Linked DNA regions of Xenopus tropicalis: region 2 is linked to region 1. The links are chromatin contacts, called in public Hi-C maps. All regions are on one chromosome and are shown on one strand. The core of a region is the stretch at or near the end of the contact, and the rest is flanking DNA. Distances in the headings are between cores, read along the strand shown. Region 1 holds the start of bahcc1 (BAH and coiled-coil domain-containing protein 1). Region 2 has its middle 37 kb from the start of actg1.

Region 1 (7,364 bases), core at 1,273-3,772:
GAGACTTTCCTTGGGCCGGGTTGGAGCTGCAGAGTGCCATTGAGCCCTATGGGAGACTTTCCTTGGGCCGGGTTGGAGCTACAAAGTGCCATTGAGCCCTATGGGAGACTTTCCTTGGGCCGAGTTGGAGCTGCAGAGTGCCATTGAGCCCTATGGGAGACTTTCCTTGGGCCGGGTTGGAGCTGCAGAGTGCCATTGAGCCCTATGGGAGACTTTCCTTGGGCCGGGTTGGAGCTGCAGAGTGCCATTGAGTCCTATGGGAGACTTTCCTTGGGCCGGGTTGGAGCTACAAAGTGCCATTGAGCCCTATGGGAGACTTTCCTTGGGCCGGGTTGGAGCTGCAGAGTGCCATTGAGCCCTATGGGAGACTTTCCTTGGGCCGGGTTGGAGCTGCAGAGTGCCATTGAGCCCTATGGGAGACTTTCCTTGGGCCGGGTTGGAGCTGCAGAGTGCCATTGAGCCCTATGGGAGACTTTCCTTGGGCCGGGTTGGAGCTGCAGAGTGCCATTGAGTCCTATGGGAGACTTTCCTTGGGCCGGGTTGGAGCTGCTGGGTGTCATTGAGCCCTATGGGAGACTTTCCTTGGGTCGGGTTGGAGCTACAGAGTGCCATTGAGCCCTATGGGAGACTTTCCTTGGGCCGGGTTGGAGCTGCAGAGTGCCATTGAGCCCTATGGGAGACTTTCCTTGGGCCAGGTTGGAGCTGCAGAGTGCCATTGAGCCCTATGGGAGACTTTCCTTGGGCCGGGTTGGAGCTGCAGAGTGCCATTGAGCCCTATGGGAGACTTCCAAAATCATTCACTGAAGGTTCAAAGTCAGAAAAGTTTTCCCTCCCTTTACAATCGCTCAGATATGAAAAATTTGTGACTATGAGATTGTACCACGATATTTTCGTACGACCACGATACAAAATTTTCATACTTTAAGTACACATCAGAAAATATCGGATTAAATACCAATTTTTTGTATCACGCTTTTTAAGGCCTGAAAATCGTATTTTGATGAATGTGCCCCATATTGTTTATCAACTGATATTTTCAGTACCACCTCCCTTCTGCTGCCATTGCCTCCATGTTGCATCTTATTGGCCCATGTATAGGGCCCTTGGAAGGTCTTGTCTGATCAATATCTGGCAGAGCAGACCATCATGCAGGTTTGAAATCCCTTGAGGTAACGGTGATATATGTATGTATATATATCTTTATTTATAACGCACTACATATGTACCCAGCGCTTTATAGAATAAATTAAAATATACAACAAGGGTTTATTAAAAAACTAAATAAAAGATAAATACAAAGTATAATAATAAATACAAATAGCTACAAAGTACAGTTGCAATAAGTCAAGAATCAAAGAGACAAGAGAATGAAGGTCCCTGTCCCATAGAGCTTACAATCTACCTTTTCCAACAGGTCTCCATTGGACCTTATTATAAGCTGATCATTTGCCCAGAAACCAAACTATCATTGTATTTATTCCACCATGTTGGTGGCCATTTAGTTGAAGATCTAAGTAGAGCTTACCCATGTATGCCCACATTAAAGAGACTTTAGGGGTAGGGCTGCATAAGGGCTCTGCGCAGCAGGTATCGTTACAGCAAAATAAAATCATACAAGGGGGGGCGCACCAATGTAGTAAGCGCATTCATACACCGCAAAGGGACTAAAATCTGAATTTGATTTCCTTGGCTGAGGTGTCACGGATTGAATGGTCCCTTAGAGTGGCCATTTTGCGCCCGGAGAGGCCAAGTCCGAGTAGGAACACTAGCGCCTATACACGCTAATAGCGCTACTCTTGCCTCCCGGCGCTGACTGTGTGGGGAAAAGCTGCGCATCTCACTATACGTGGCACTAAATAGACTTGAGTGAGGCCGGGGGCGGTACCATACACGTCACTGCCCGGGGCGGTGCCTGGCAGGCATGGTGGACAATAGGAGCCCCGGGAGTGGGGAAGGGAATTGCACACGGCTCCTTTAAGAGAAGTCTCTGCCTGGGCGCCGGGCACCGGACTTTGGGGAGGCGGATAAAGGCGACGGACAGAGGCCGACCGAGAGCTCCCGGTGCACGGAGGGCGCAATGCCCGGAGGAAACTGGCGGGGACTGACTGCCGACTTCCTGCAGGGCCTTAGGGCCAAATGCTCCTTTCCCTCCCGGGCTGCTCTCCCCAGCCCCACAGCTTCACTACTACCCGGGAAATCCTGCTGGGATCCGGCATGTTTGGGGGTGGGGGGTGGGCGGGCAGCTTTCTCTCCCTCCCTGGGAAATATATGTAATAAAGGTAAGTGATGAAAGGAATAAAAATGCTCTGTTTTGCCTTAAAGCCCCATTTGTGTATTTGTTAGGGGAGCGCTGGGTGTACATTCCGGCTGGGGGAGGGGGAAGGGCAGTGGTGCAGCAAGGAACAATAGGGCCGCTTTAACCCCTGCGAGACCGGCGAGTGCGGGGCTTGGCACCCATTGGGTTAAATCGGAAGGGGAGAAACAACATTTAAATGTCTGGTTGGGGGGAAGGAGATTAAATTTCGCGTCTCTCTCATCAATTTTCTGTTTAATGTCACTGGGACTCCATTGTGGGAGAGGAGAAACGTCACACAGCCATAAATTTGTGATTATCCAGCTACCAGCAGCCTGGCCTTTAATTCATTGGATTTGCTCCAGGCAGCTAGGGACCCAAGAGCCGGAGCCCTCAAATCCTATTTATTAGAATCACCATAATAATAATATCGATAAGTGAGAACCCTGCACAAAGGATCTGTACAGTGACCGCGCAGTCCAAATAGGAGCCAGCAGCAAGTAACTTCCCCTTTCCCAAGAGCAATAAAAGCACCAAGTGAGGGATCTGCTAGAACAGGGAATTATTCCTCCACCCTGCTCTGTGCTGCCTGAGCTCCATTCTCCCTGGGATTGCATAGAAATGAGCCAGGACATCACTCCTAGGTACGTCTACTTTGCCTGGATATTTCCTTTTAATTCCTTCTTGTAAACGGTTATACATTTTGTTAGATCTTACGCACGAAAAAACAACATTATACAAATATACTCGTTATACATTTCCATTTTTATACTTGATAAATAGCGAAATCACTTTAGAAACTGCCATATTCTCAACTATATGGGCAAATAACAAATTCACATTCGAATGAATGTAACCTATTAGCCACATTGTACAGTGAATTGGAATAACGCGTTGATACATTTGGCATGGACCTACATTTAACAACACGTTTCTCTACTTATAAAAAGGCTGAAAGGAAATTATTTTAATTACGCTATCTATATTTAGAAACCGTTTTATAATAAAGTGCTCGTCTAGAAATACAATTTGTAGATTTTCATATATTTACATTTTGCTCGCAATATTTCGGTTTGCGTTTATTTATTACAAGTTTAGACATTTTTAATTTTCATTAGAAATGGCGACTGTAGTTTAATAGTCGTTAGTTTGTGTATCGATCTGATAGCGCAATACATGTATATATGATAGTTTCTAAAATGTATCTGTTTTGTTTCACATTGATTTAATTTATATCTTACAAACACAGCGGTTTATAATTGTGAGGGTTCCGCTTTTAGCGCAGGGACGGGCAGAGATTTACTTCAGACGGTTTAAAGCAAAGCCAAAGCGTTGTTTTAATGCAAAATAAAATAGAACAATGGTAAGGAACGGCTTCCTCCGTTCCTTCTCTATTTTGAATGAAGATTTTTCTGTGAAACCAATTAATCAACACAAACAAGACCAGTTATTTTCGCCCGCATTGATTGTCTACATTTATATGCAGAGTCGAAATTATATTGCTTTTGCAGAAAATAAAATAGATTTTTGCTTTAACGATTTTTAATTAAAGACATTGACTTTTCACTTAACAAAGGAGTCACAAGTGAGGATTCTATAGAACTAATCTGCAGCGTCATTTTGAGGAGAATTTAACTCATTTTTGCACCAAATTCACAGCTAATTATACATAGGATTTAGCACAATAAATCGTATTTCTAGGCAGGCGCCTTCCTTTTTTTTTTTTTTTTTTTCTAAATACTATTGTTGAGACATAAAAACAGCTGTAAAATAACGAAATTGGGGGAGGGGTTATAAATCCGTGGTTTTACAATTTTAGTTTACGTTCGTTTTCAGGCATTTTAATGTAAGTGATCGGGTTAGATGCCAGGAAACTAAAAATGGATTCCTATTGCTTTAGGAGTGTGGGTCTTCAACTATAATTTATTTTTTCCTTTATCAATTACTGCACTACATGTATTGTTTAGCGTTAGGTTATGACGATGTAGATGTTTAAAATATGTATATTCCTTTACAAGTCATATCTTTGTAATATTCGTTCAAATATTGTGAAAGAAGGAAGAGTAGGCGTTTGCTTTCGGTTTGGCTTTAACCCTCTTCAAGCGATCCCCTCCCACCATTCTGTTGGTTGGGATTATATTTTTGGTATTGGGGTGCAGTGCTTTAATTCCAACAAAAATAGCCTTGTTCCTCCCTGCCATAGAATTCAACATTTGTCTCATCTGTGGGCAGAACATGGTGTATTTGGGGGGGTTCTTTTGCAAACCCTTTTTTTTTTCTTATCTTTTTTTTGGGGGGGGGGGGGGGAGCAGCACAGAGTGGCTTCCACCATGTTCTCTCTTTACGCCATTCTTGTTCAATGTTTTTTTAATAATGGGAAACCTATATTTTATTATTTAAGGGCCAACATATTCTGCAACGATGAACAATGAAATTGCCTGTACAGCATTGTATATAAATACTGCCTGGTACAGGGGGTAGAGAGAGGCCTTCTTATGGAGCTTCATGAACAGAGATTTCTGCGGGTCCTTTGCCAGTACCCTAGGGTTCTTTTTTACTTCTATCAGCATTGCACCCTGTTCTCTTTCTTGTCTGATCTCCTAGAGATTGGCTACAGAACTGAATTTCCTTCATTTGTAGTCAGGTTACTGTGCATTGATGAACACCCAGGCCTTTAGTAATGATTATTTGTAGCCATTTCCTGGTTTGTTTGGTTTATTTTTTTGCATCTCTACATTTTTTTCCAATATTTCTCAGCTCACTCCTCTTATAAGAAACAAATCCTTTTAGGCTTTATTTTTTTTTCTTGTTTTGGGTAAAGGCACCTCCAGTCTCATCCTGTTGATTGGAACACCTGACTCCAATTAGCTTTTTGAGAAGTCATTAGCCAGAAAGGGTCACATACTTTTTCCAACCTGGACTGTGAATGTTTAAACAGTGTGTTTAGTATTGACAAGAAGTACAATTGTTTGGGGGTTATTAGTTTAGTCAGATGTGTTATCAGTTATTGTGAATTGGTTATAAATTAGACTTAGTTTCTGGAGTAATTAATACAGAAACCCAGATCCATAATTTTATATACAGTAGTACCCTATTTTGATATATGCACTTAGGACTTGCACACAGGCCACACATTTTTTTAGAGGCATGCTCTTATATGTTCAGTATATATAATAAATAAAATATGGAAGAATATAAGTAAAGGTTTTTTTTAAGATTGGATGGCTCAGCATGCACAATGTGCTGTTTCTATTTAATTATATTTTATATAATAAATGTGATTAATAGATTTTTTTCAAGAGAGGAAAAAATCAGATTTAGTGGTAATACAACACACATACCACAGCCATTTTTGTGGCTTAATTTTGTGTCCCAAGCAGTGTAAGTGTAATAATGATGTTATCTTGCCATTTGCAGAATATTAAAGACTGGCACATTATATTAGCACATGTTACTTCTGCTTTGTACACTAATATATGAAAAAAAAAAGGCAGCAAACTGACAACTTCAATATTAATTATAAAAGCCTGAAGTTAGTCATCTTGCAGTTGAGACTGGGCCTGTTTGGCAGTGGTGCAGAATAAAATGGGTGCAAGGGGTGGTGATATTTGTGCAGGAAGCCCCAGATTTGCTAAATAATGATAAATGTAATGAAGTGATAGACAAAAAAATTATTAATTCTAGAATAAATCCAAGTTTGTCCATATTAATATAATTACTTTGACCCAGTCCCTATTCTCTAAGCTTAAAACCTTAAGGCTAAGTCAGGCCTGTGGCTATTTTTACTATAGGTTGATATTTTAATGTTTAAAAAAAAAAAAGAGATCAACTCCCAGTTTGTAATCTGCTCCTGATGCTTTATTTCAGGATTATTAGCACAGTCATTTAAAATCAAGGAAGGCAATTCATTGTGAGTATGGAAATATAAAATAAAACATTAAAAAAAAAAACATTAAATGTATTTTTTTTGTGTTAATATCACTTAAATTTTTTTTTTATCTTAGGAAATAATAGCAGAATTTCTCTCTGAACGTGATATTCTAAGTAATATTAACACCAAAAAGTTCAGTGCATTGAGTATTATTAAACCTTAGGTAATTACTGGGTTTTAAGTGTAAAAGGAACATAGTTTTACTGAAAAAATTGTTACATTAAGAAGGAACCAAATGCATTTTTTTTTTATATTTTCACTGTTACCCCAATATTTTTTAAATTCTAATACTGTTAAATGAACTTATTTGCACTGAAAATATGAACTGACAAATTATTTATTAGTGAACTGGTTCATATTTTGGCATTTTTAAGATATGTTATAATTCAGCCTTACAACGCTTAGGGCTAGTTTTCTGGTTCTGTCTGGACCAATGACTGGTCCGGATGGCACTGGATGGCAGTGTTATTCCTGGGCTACAGGAGTCGGATCCCGTATCTCTCAGGCCTGCTCCCCTCTCTGTGCCTGAGCCCAAGGCAGTGGCCGGGCCTGTAGAGAGGGAACAAGTCTTTCCAGTAGAGAAAGCGGTGTATGCCGCTCATCCATCACTGAGCTGTCCGTGATCCCAAACATCAGCAGCGCTCAATAGCATTGATCTGCCCAAAGTCCGTGTTTGCGCTGATAATTAATAACTAACAAGCCCGGCCCGTAATAAACACTTTAGCCGGGCGCACACGTCTCCCTGCTACAATGCACCGTGGGGACAATGGGCTCTTTTCATTCCTTGCTCTGTCACATCCAACATGGGCTGCGGAGAGAAAGGGGTTAAACGCTTTCCTGATCGCCAAGAGGGACCCATGGGACTGGGATCCCTTTGTATATTTAAATATGTCATTGCTGTTGCGGGTGATTGTCTCTTGCAAGGCCTGAGTATAAATAGACAGTACTATCGGCCAGCGATTGGCACTTCAGATACAGGATATACATTTAAACATTCATGTATCCCCCCCCTTTCCCTTTGCGCAGCCCTTGTCCCTTGTAATTTCAGTGAGCGCAGCTTTTGTAAATGGGAGGAATATGTGAGAGCGCAAGGAGCTGCCTGTGCCCTGAGTTACCTCCCACACCTGGCACTAAAGTCCC
Region 2 (7,364 bases), core at 2,473-4,972, 120 kb after region 1:
ACACACACTTCTTTTTTTTTTTACCCTGTTTTTTTTTTCCAAACCCATTTTACAATTTCAGCATGTCAGTAACAGAACTATTACTTTTGATTTATGCTTCTTATATGTATGTGTTCTCAGGCTCACAAACTTTCAGCTGTCACTATTGTGGGGGGGTAGTCAACCTCCAGCTGTTACAGAACAAGCAATGGCTGTATTATAACTTCCTATCACCATGTTCACTAGGCATGCTGGGAGCTGTAGTTTAGCAGTAGCTGGAATATGAAAAATTGCCTGTCTCTACTCTGTCTCTACCTTGTCAAAGACTAACAGTAAAGTACATGGTCACTTTCTATAAGAGTAGGAAATGTAATTTATGGCAATCTCCATGATGTTTCTGACATTAGTAAACTAATGGTAAAAATTAAAATTACCTCTATGATATGCCGTCTGTGTGCTTCCATTATTGTAATGATCTTGGGGGAGGGTCCTTCTGTGATGTGGGCTCAGCTCTAACTGTCAGCTCCACCCTTCTATCAGGCAAAACTCAAACTCCGTGCCCAGTAGTGTACTTTGCTTTGAGTATTTCATAGGGATTTTACTACTGTTATTGGTTTAGAAGGCACCATTATCACTTTAATATGTATAGACATGGTTGCCACCCCATTCCTGTAATACTGACTACATACAAAATCTTCATGCTGTGTATAATAATCAGCGCAGATAAATGCAACAGGCTGCACTGGTTGTTAATAAGCCATGCTGAAGTCTTTCAAACTAATTAGTAATCAGCTAAACCGTGTGTGGATTTGCTAAGTGGCCAATGTTAGGGCTCTCACACAAGGACGGTTTGTTTGACGTGTTTCAGATGCAGGTTTGAAGGCACCTAAATACATCAGCTAATTGTTTCCATTAGATTCTGCTTGGTTTTACTTATGAAGGTTCAGAGTTGCATTTGTGTTTCATCTTGTGCTTTAGACACAACATTTTCATGCTTTAGGCACATGTTCAAAAGACAATGGAATAAAATACTGCAATTAGAACACACAAATATGCACTTAGTTGCATTTAAAAAAAACTCATATAAGTGCAATATGTGTTGTTTTTTTTTCGCATCCGTTTGTAAATGCATAAAAAAGCCTGTGTGTAAATTTGCATCACTAGGTATAGATATTTAACTATTCTTTATTTATATAGCACCAATATATTCTGGGGCTTACAGTCTAAGGTCATTATTACATTCACTTAACACCTTGTGCCTAGGGTCTTTTTTTAATCACTAGCCAGTTAATGTGTCCATGGTATTTGAAGTGGCTCCTTGTATATCAGGTGCAGAGGGGCCCACACAACCCCCACAGGCCCATCTTACAGCAGCCCCTCTGGCATTTGCCAGAATCCACAGATTGCCAGTCTGGCCCGTGTCTACATTTCTGGATTGTGGGAGGAAATTGGAGCACCCACATAAACCCACCTGAATGGAACCTAGGACCCCTGCACAGCAGTGCCTAGCAAGGCAATAATGCTACCCACCACATTTCATCAGTACAGTTTTAAAGAAATGGTATGACGGATTCTGTGGAGCGGAACCAGTGCAACTAATTCAGATTATACACATTCAGTATCACTGAATCCAGACTTGTTTAGCAGTGCTTGTACAATATACACAAACACATAACAGCATAGAGTAGGGTTGCCATTGGGCCAACATATTACTAGCTGGTAAAAAAATGAGCCATTGTTATTAAAGTTGTTAATAGGAGAGAAAGACTAAAGGGATAGGAAGGTACTGTCTGCCAGAAGAGGTGGCAACCCAATGTACTGCTACTGGTCCAGAGCAAATGCTCCAACAGGATGTTGTTCTGGTTTTAAAATAATTCCAGGCAGCAACTGTTTTTGTGAGGTTTACAGAAGGCAGGAAACAGGAAATCTATTTGGGGCCGCATTGAAGATTAAGATTCAGGGAGAGCATGTTTTTGTGCATCAGTCTCCCAGTATGTGTCACGGTGCCATCTTTCATGTCCCAGGATGGGTTTATAGCATTGGCTGTGAGCACACAGCTGGGATGTGGCTAAAGGTCTAGGGCAATGTTCCCTCTTGGTCTTGCCTTCTTAGTTGTGTGCGCAAAAAATGTATTTTGTGTGCATTTTTTAAAGCTGAGTAGCAAGTAAATATAAGTACAAAATTATAGTCTTTACAAAAAATTATTTGTGCACACCACAAAAACTTTATGTACAAGCACACAGCCTTGAGGGGCAGTAGTCTACAGGCCCTGGAGCAAAATTTGGTGCAGATCCCCCTCCTGGTCAGCAGTGATCACTAGTTTCCTAATAAAGAAAAACTGTGTTTTTCCCATTATTGTTTTTTCTTTTCCTGTGTGTTATACTGGTTTGTCAGAGGGCTGCGGACAAGTATGTGATTTAAATGTATGGTTAATTTAGGGATAACATGTCTTGGGCTCAACTGGGCCTGTTTGAAATGTCCACACTTGCAGCTGGGCCAATCCATGGGTGGGCTGGACTGTATCTGTGATGGACAAGAAACAAAAGGCAGTAGCATAAGGGGTGCAGCCAAGTGCTGGAGCCCACTGCATAGGGAACATGGCTGTGCTGGCCAGTGCAACTGCTAATTATCTGCCCAAGACCATCATAGTGTCACACAGGGCCAGTGCAGGGGGAGGGGGGCTTACAAACACCAGCTCGTAATAGCATTGGCATCAAGCAACCTTTTTACTGGCCTGGTTAGTAAAATACCAGGCAGCTGGCAAACCTACACCTACTAGAAATGGCTTGTGAACACCGGAGCTGCCCTGCACCACCTCTATTGTCAATATTATCCGACATATCACCTTGTAGCACAAAGAGAGATGGGGCAAAAAAAAAAAAATATATATATATACAGTATATCTCCAGCATGGGGAGCCAGCACTCACATAACACTGGAATACTTTGCCTGGGTGCAGTCGCCAAAGATTTGAAAATGAATAAATTCCAATGTTTAGGTACTGCTTACACAGGACTTAGAATTCTTTTGAATGATGTATATATATATATATATAGTCAATATTTTTGCTATATACATATGGGACATCCATCCTGCATTTCTCCAAATCGTCAAATGTTGTTCAGATGTCTGGGGGATGCTGGGAACAACAATAGCTGGAGATTGCAGGTTACATATTCCTGGTTTACTGTACTGTTACTGTAATTCCTCTGCTAAGTCTTACTGCATTGCCAGAATCCCCTCCTTCTAACTTTCAGTCCTGTATATACAATAATTAAATTTAAAAAAAAAATACAGTAATAGAAATGTTATTTTATATATAGATTTAATGACTGCATATAAATCATTTGTGCTGAATTATACCACACTCTGTTTAACTTTTGTTCAAAATAACATCCAGGTTTGTAGCCTAGGAATAGTGCAATTACTCAGGGCACCTCAGTAACGCAGACAGAACAGACAGGATTATTCCTGGTTAGAGGAGCTTGCAATCTAAGCCCTCTGCAGATCACAGTCTGATACTGGAATATAAAAGCGACTGCCTGTGCCTGTTGGTAGAGCCCATATCTTTCCCCAAAGAGAACAGTTAACAATAGCATGCCAGGAAGAACAAAGGGGAAAGTTCCAACCAATAAATGGCCAGAACTGCCATTTCACAAAATGCAATAGGCTTGAGAAGGAGCCAATGGCAAAACGGTGTTTTCTGACTGTCAAAAACACGTGGGAAGAGATGATTAGAAGCTTGTATTTATTGGCTGGCTGGATCCCTCCTCCCCACACATCTCTCTGTCTGCATCTTACTAACACCCTGAGCTGCTCCCAGGCCTCCTCCCTGGCCAGTCTGCTCTTAACTCCTTGTGTGCCTATGTGACCTGCAGCAACTAATGCTATCATCCTTGATTTATAAAGAAAGTAGGGATCGGGCAAAATGAGCTTTCAGGACGCATACATATTATATAATAAATGTAATAACAGAGGGCCTTCCTTTCAAAATCTTACGTTACAAAGGCTCATTCTAAAGATTCCAGCACTGTTTCCATGCTTCCGTTTAACCCAGTGCGGGGGCAACAGATGGTAGAAAAGCACAATCTAGGTGGCTCCCAGTTGCACACAGTTAAATACAGTACAATGCTAACCTCTTCAGGGCCTGTAGGGAAGTGCTGCTTCTGTATGAATTAACTTTCATTCTCACCAGAGCACTTAAAAAGGGTTAAAATAAAGAATATGCCACTTCTTCTTGGTCATTGTACTGATAATAATATCAGCAATTATTAAGTATGTGTCAGGCCATCACAGATTGTATGTATAGGTGGCCATACACTGGGCAATAAAAGCTGCCAGGTTGGTCCCTCCAGAGTGTGTCAGCAGTTTATTGATAAGTCGGATATATATCAGTTTGGAAAAACCATCCGCTAGGAGTGCATTGGTGTGTACGCAGTCCTCAACTGAGGGGTCTCCGTGGCCCTATGGCCAGATATCAGATCAGCCTGATGTGGCCCAGAAAGTGGCCTAATCAGGCCCAAATCCATTATTTTGGTGACCTTACTATATGTAGTAACTCATATCAACCAATGAGTTCAGTTATCTTTTGCTGATGCAATGTAGTTGCTATAATGAAAGAGCATCTGATTGGATACTAGGAAGTTATGGAATGTTCGATTAAGACATCATAATAGTTCAGTCCCTATGAAGATGCCTGGAGTGAAAAAGTAAAACCAGTGTTTGATTGTGACCAGGGTGCAATGTTTCTTCTTGCTGTGTTTACTTGAGTTTCCACCAGGGGCTCCAGCTTTCTCCAATGTCCAAAAACACACTGCTAGATTAATTCAATTCTGATGAAATTCCCCATAATTTGTACATGTAGCAGGGAAATTAGACTGTAAGATCCCCAGGGATTGGACTGATGTGAATAACAGAGTATCCTCTAATGGAAACATATTGGCATACATGAATAAAGTAAAAATGATTCTTCATGCCAATGTTATTAATAGGGAAGAAGGTTAAAAATATAGAAAGGCTGGTGTTTTGGTCTTTTTGCAAAGCGGTTTTCCTGTGACTTCTGTCATGTGTCATAATAGTGACAATGGACAGTGTATAGCATACGGGCACAAACAGCATATTAATCTATATATGTATGTAACATGTATGTAACCGAGCACCAACTGGAGGGCTGCAGCCAAGTTCCCTTGCATAGCTGGGCCTAAACCTACTGCCGAGCTAATTTGTAATGGTCTTCAAGCTATTTGTATATAATATTGCTAATACAGCGTTTGTCTGTGCTTTTCTATTCTTTTCCCTGGTGACTTTTGAAACAATGTAACACAAGTGAGCAGACTGACAGACCTGTCTTGCTGGAGGAGACTGATCTCTGTGCAACATTGTCAAGCGCTGCTCTCAATAGCAATTACATTTACAAATAACTTGTAAATCACTAAAACATTTTTAATATTTTCATATTGGAAAGTTGCGTAGAATTATATTTTCATTTATTAAGCAAAGCCTTATTTTTGGGTTGACATTAATACAAGATTAAACCATTTTAAATATTCCATATCTATAGTTCTGGTGTTTCAGGTACATTATGATAGATATTTTTACTGTGTAACATGTATTATCAGGTTCGGACTGGGCCACCGGGAAAAAACCTGGTTGGGCCCCGGCTGCCCAGATCCCATCCCTTTTACCGCTCCCCCGGCCGCCAGCGTCTTCCCCTGATGCGTTGTCAGGATGTCGGGCGGGTGGCAGGGATGGGGGTCCCTGCAGGGGGTAAGGGGGGCGCGGCCAGAGGGGCACCTTGGGTGGTGAGGGACCCAAGAGGCGGCACCCCCCCAATATTATCATACATAGGTAATGCAAAATCATCAAGCAAATACATTTAAGGCACAATTATAGATAGCATGCAAAGACAGTGTTATTATAGATTTAATTTCTGGTGTCAGTATCTCTTTAAGTAGCACAGATTCATGTGGATGTGACAGTGACCCCACAGGGAAGCAGCTCGTAATTGTATTACAGTAAAAAGCTATGTCCTTGCATCTGATGTACTTAGCCAGGAATGCACTAACATTTTGAATAAGTAAGATGCAAATGCTATTCATATTATATATTTATATAACCTTGGGGCTGAGGCAATGTAAAATAAAATGGGGATTACTCTGGGTTAGGGTGCCTTCTAATAACCTTTCATTTAGATGATTCATTTATATGTATTTTGAAAACCTCCAAATGTATTTAGGTGTTTGTATATATAATGCTATATACAGTATAATGTAAGGGTTTCATCTTTATTATTCCAGTTTCTTTTAACTCACCAATTGTGTGAATTCCCCCTATAGCTGCTCTGTGTGGGTGACCAGTGTGTTCCCCCATGGGAAAATCAGTAGCCTACATTCCCATTACTTGCTTTGAGCAGCAGCTTTATGCCTTGTCAGTATGTATGTATGTATACAGTATATGTATAACTTTATTTATAAAGCGCCACAAGGGTACGCAGCAGGGCCGGAACTAGGGGTAGGCAGAAGAGGCAGCTGCCTAGGGCGCAATGATTGGGGGGCGCCAGGCAGCCTCTCCTGCCTACCCCTAGTCTGCGATCCACACATCGCTCTCAAACTGCGCGCGAAACAAAACGGGGTGCACGATTCTCAAACTGCGCATGCGCGCCAAACAAAAGGGTAGGGGGGGTGCGCGATTCTCAAACTGCGCATGCGCGTCAAACCAAAAGGGGTGGGGGTGGCTTGCGCGATGCAGGGGCGAGGCGGCCGACCGGGTAGCCTAGGGCGCCCGGTTGGCTCAGCCCGCCCCTGGTACAATCTTACAAAATTACACACAGGGAGGACAAGTGTTATAATAAATAAATACAATAAATATATATAAATGCACAGGGAATAAGTGCCATGTTGTATGAGACACAGTAGGAAGGAGGTCCCTGCCCCGTAGAGCTTACAATCTAAGGTATGTTTCTCATACTACCCATAAGTCCCCGCAGTGGTTTCTGTGCACTTAAATTTATTCCAATTAAACCCTTAAACTGGGTGTCTTGGGCCACTCTAGTCAATGTGAATAGAATGCAGAAACATAGAATCTATATAGAGATTCTAGTCCATCTTATTTTGTTCATCTGTATCAGCCACTGTGCTCCCCGTGTCTTGCAAGAGAACTCACGCTTTCTGCATTTAGATCCACAGTGTTTCTTGCTCTGTGTAATTAGTTGTGCAGTAAAATGATCATATTATTTCCTGATATCAATTGTTATATGTTTGGTGTTATGATATCCTCCAATGAGGGCACATGATCATCTCATACCAGATCCCACGTGATTGGCTTTCTTTTTTTAATTTATTTTTGTCTTCCTTTTTTTTTTATAAGAGACCTACTAAAATAAGATC

The links. A called contact is a pair of places that touch in the nucleus more often than the background predicts.
Region 2: a contact with region 1 is called in a Hi-C map of liver, with 4 times the contacts expected there. The contact joins the enhancer-like site here to the promoter of bahcc1 in region 1. A contact is called at or near these places in 2 of 5 Hi-C or Micro-C datasets (liver and tailbud embryo).

The regions. Positions count from the first base shown.
Region 1 is chr10:28,471,376-28,478,739 of UCB_Xtro_10.0, forward strand. bahcc1 (BAH and coiled-coil domain-containing protein 1) reads left to right here and starts at 2,523. Exons shown (of 28, transcript XM_004916357.4): 1 at 2,523-2,937.
Region 2 is chr10:28,590,724-28,598,087 of UCB_Xtro_10.0, forward strand. No RefSeq gene overlaps it. Among named protein-coding and RNA genes, the nearest start is that of actg1, 37 kb to the right of the region's middle. Within about 2 kb of position 3,723, at least 7 of the 11 cell types and tissues checked have an H3K27ac peak or open chromatin away from gene starts, as enhancers often do. A contact at or near this core is called in liver, where this site is marked.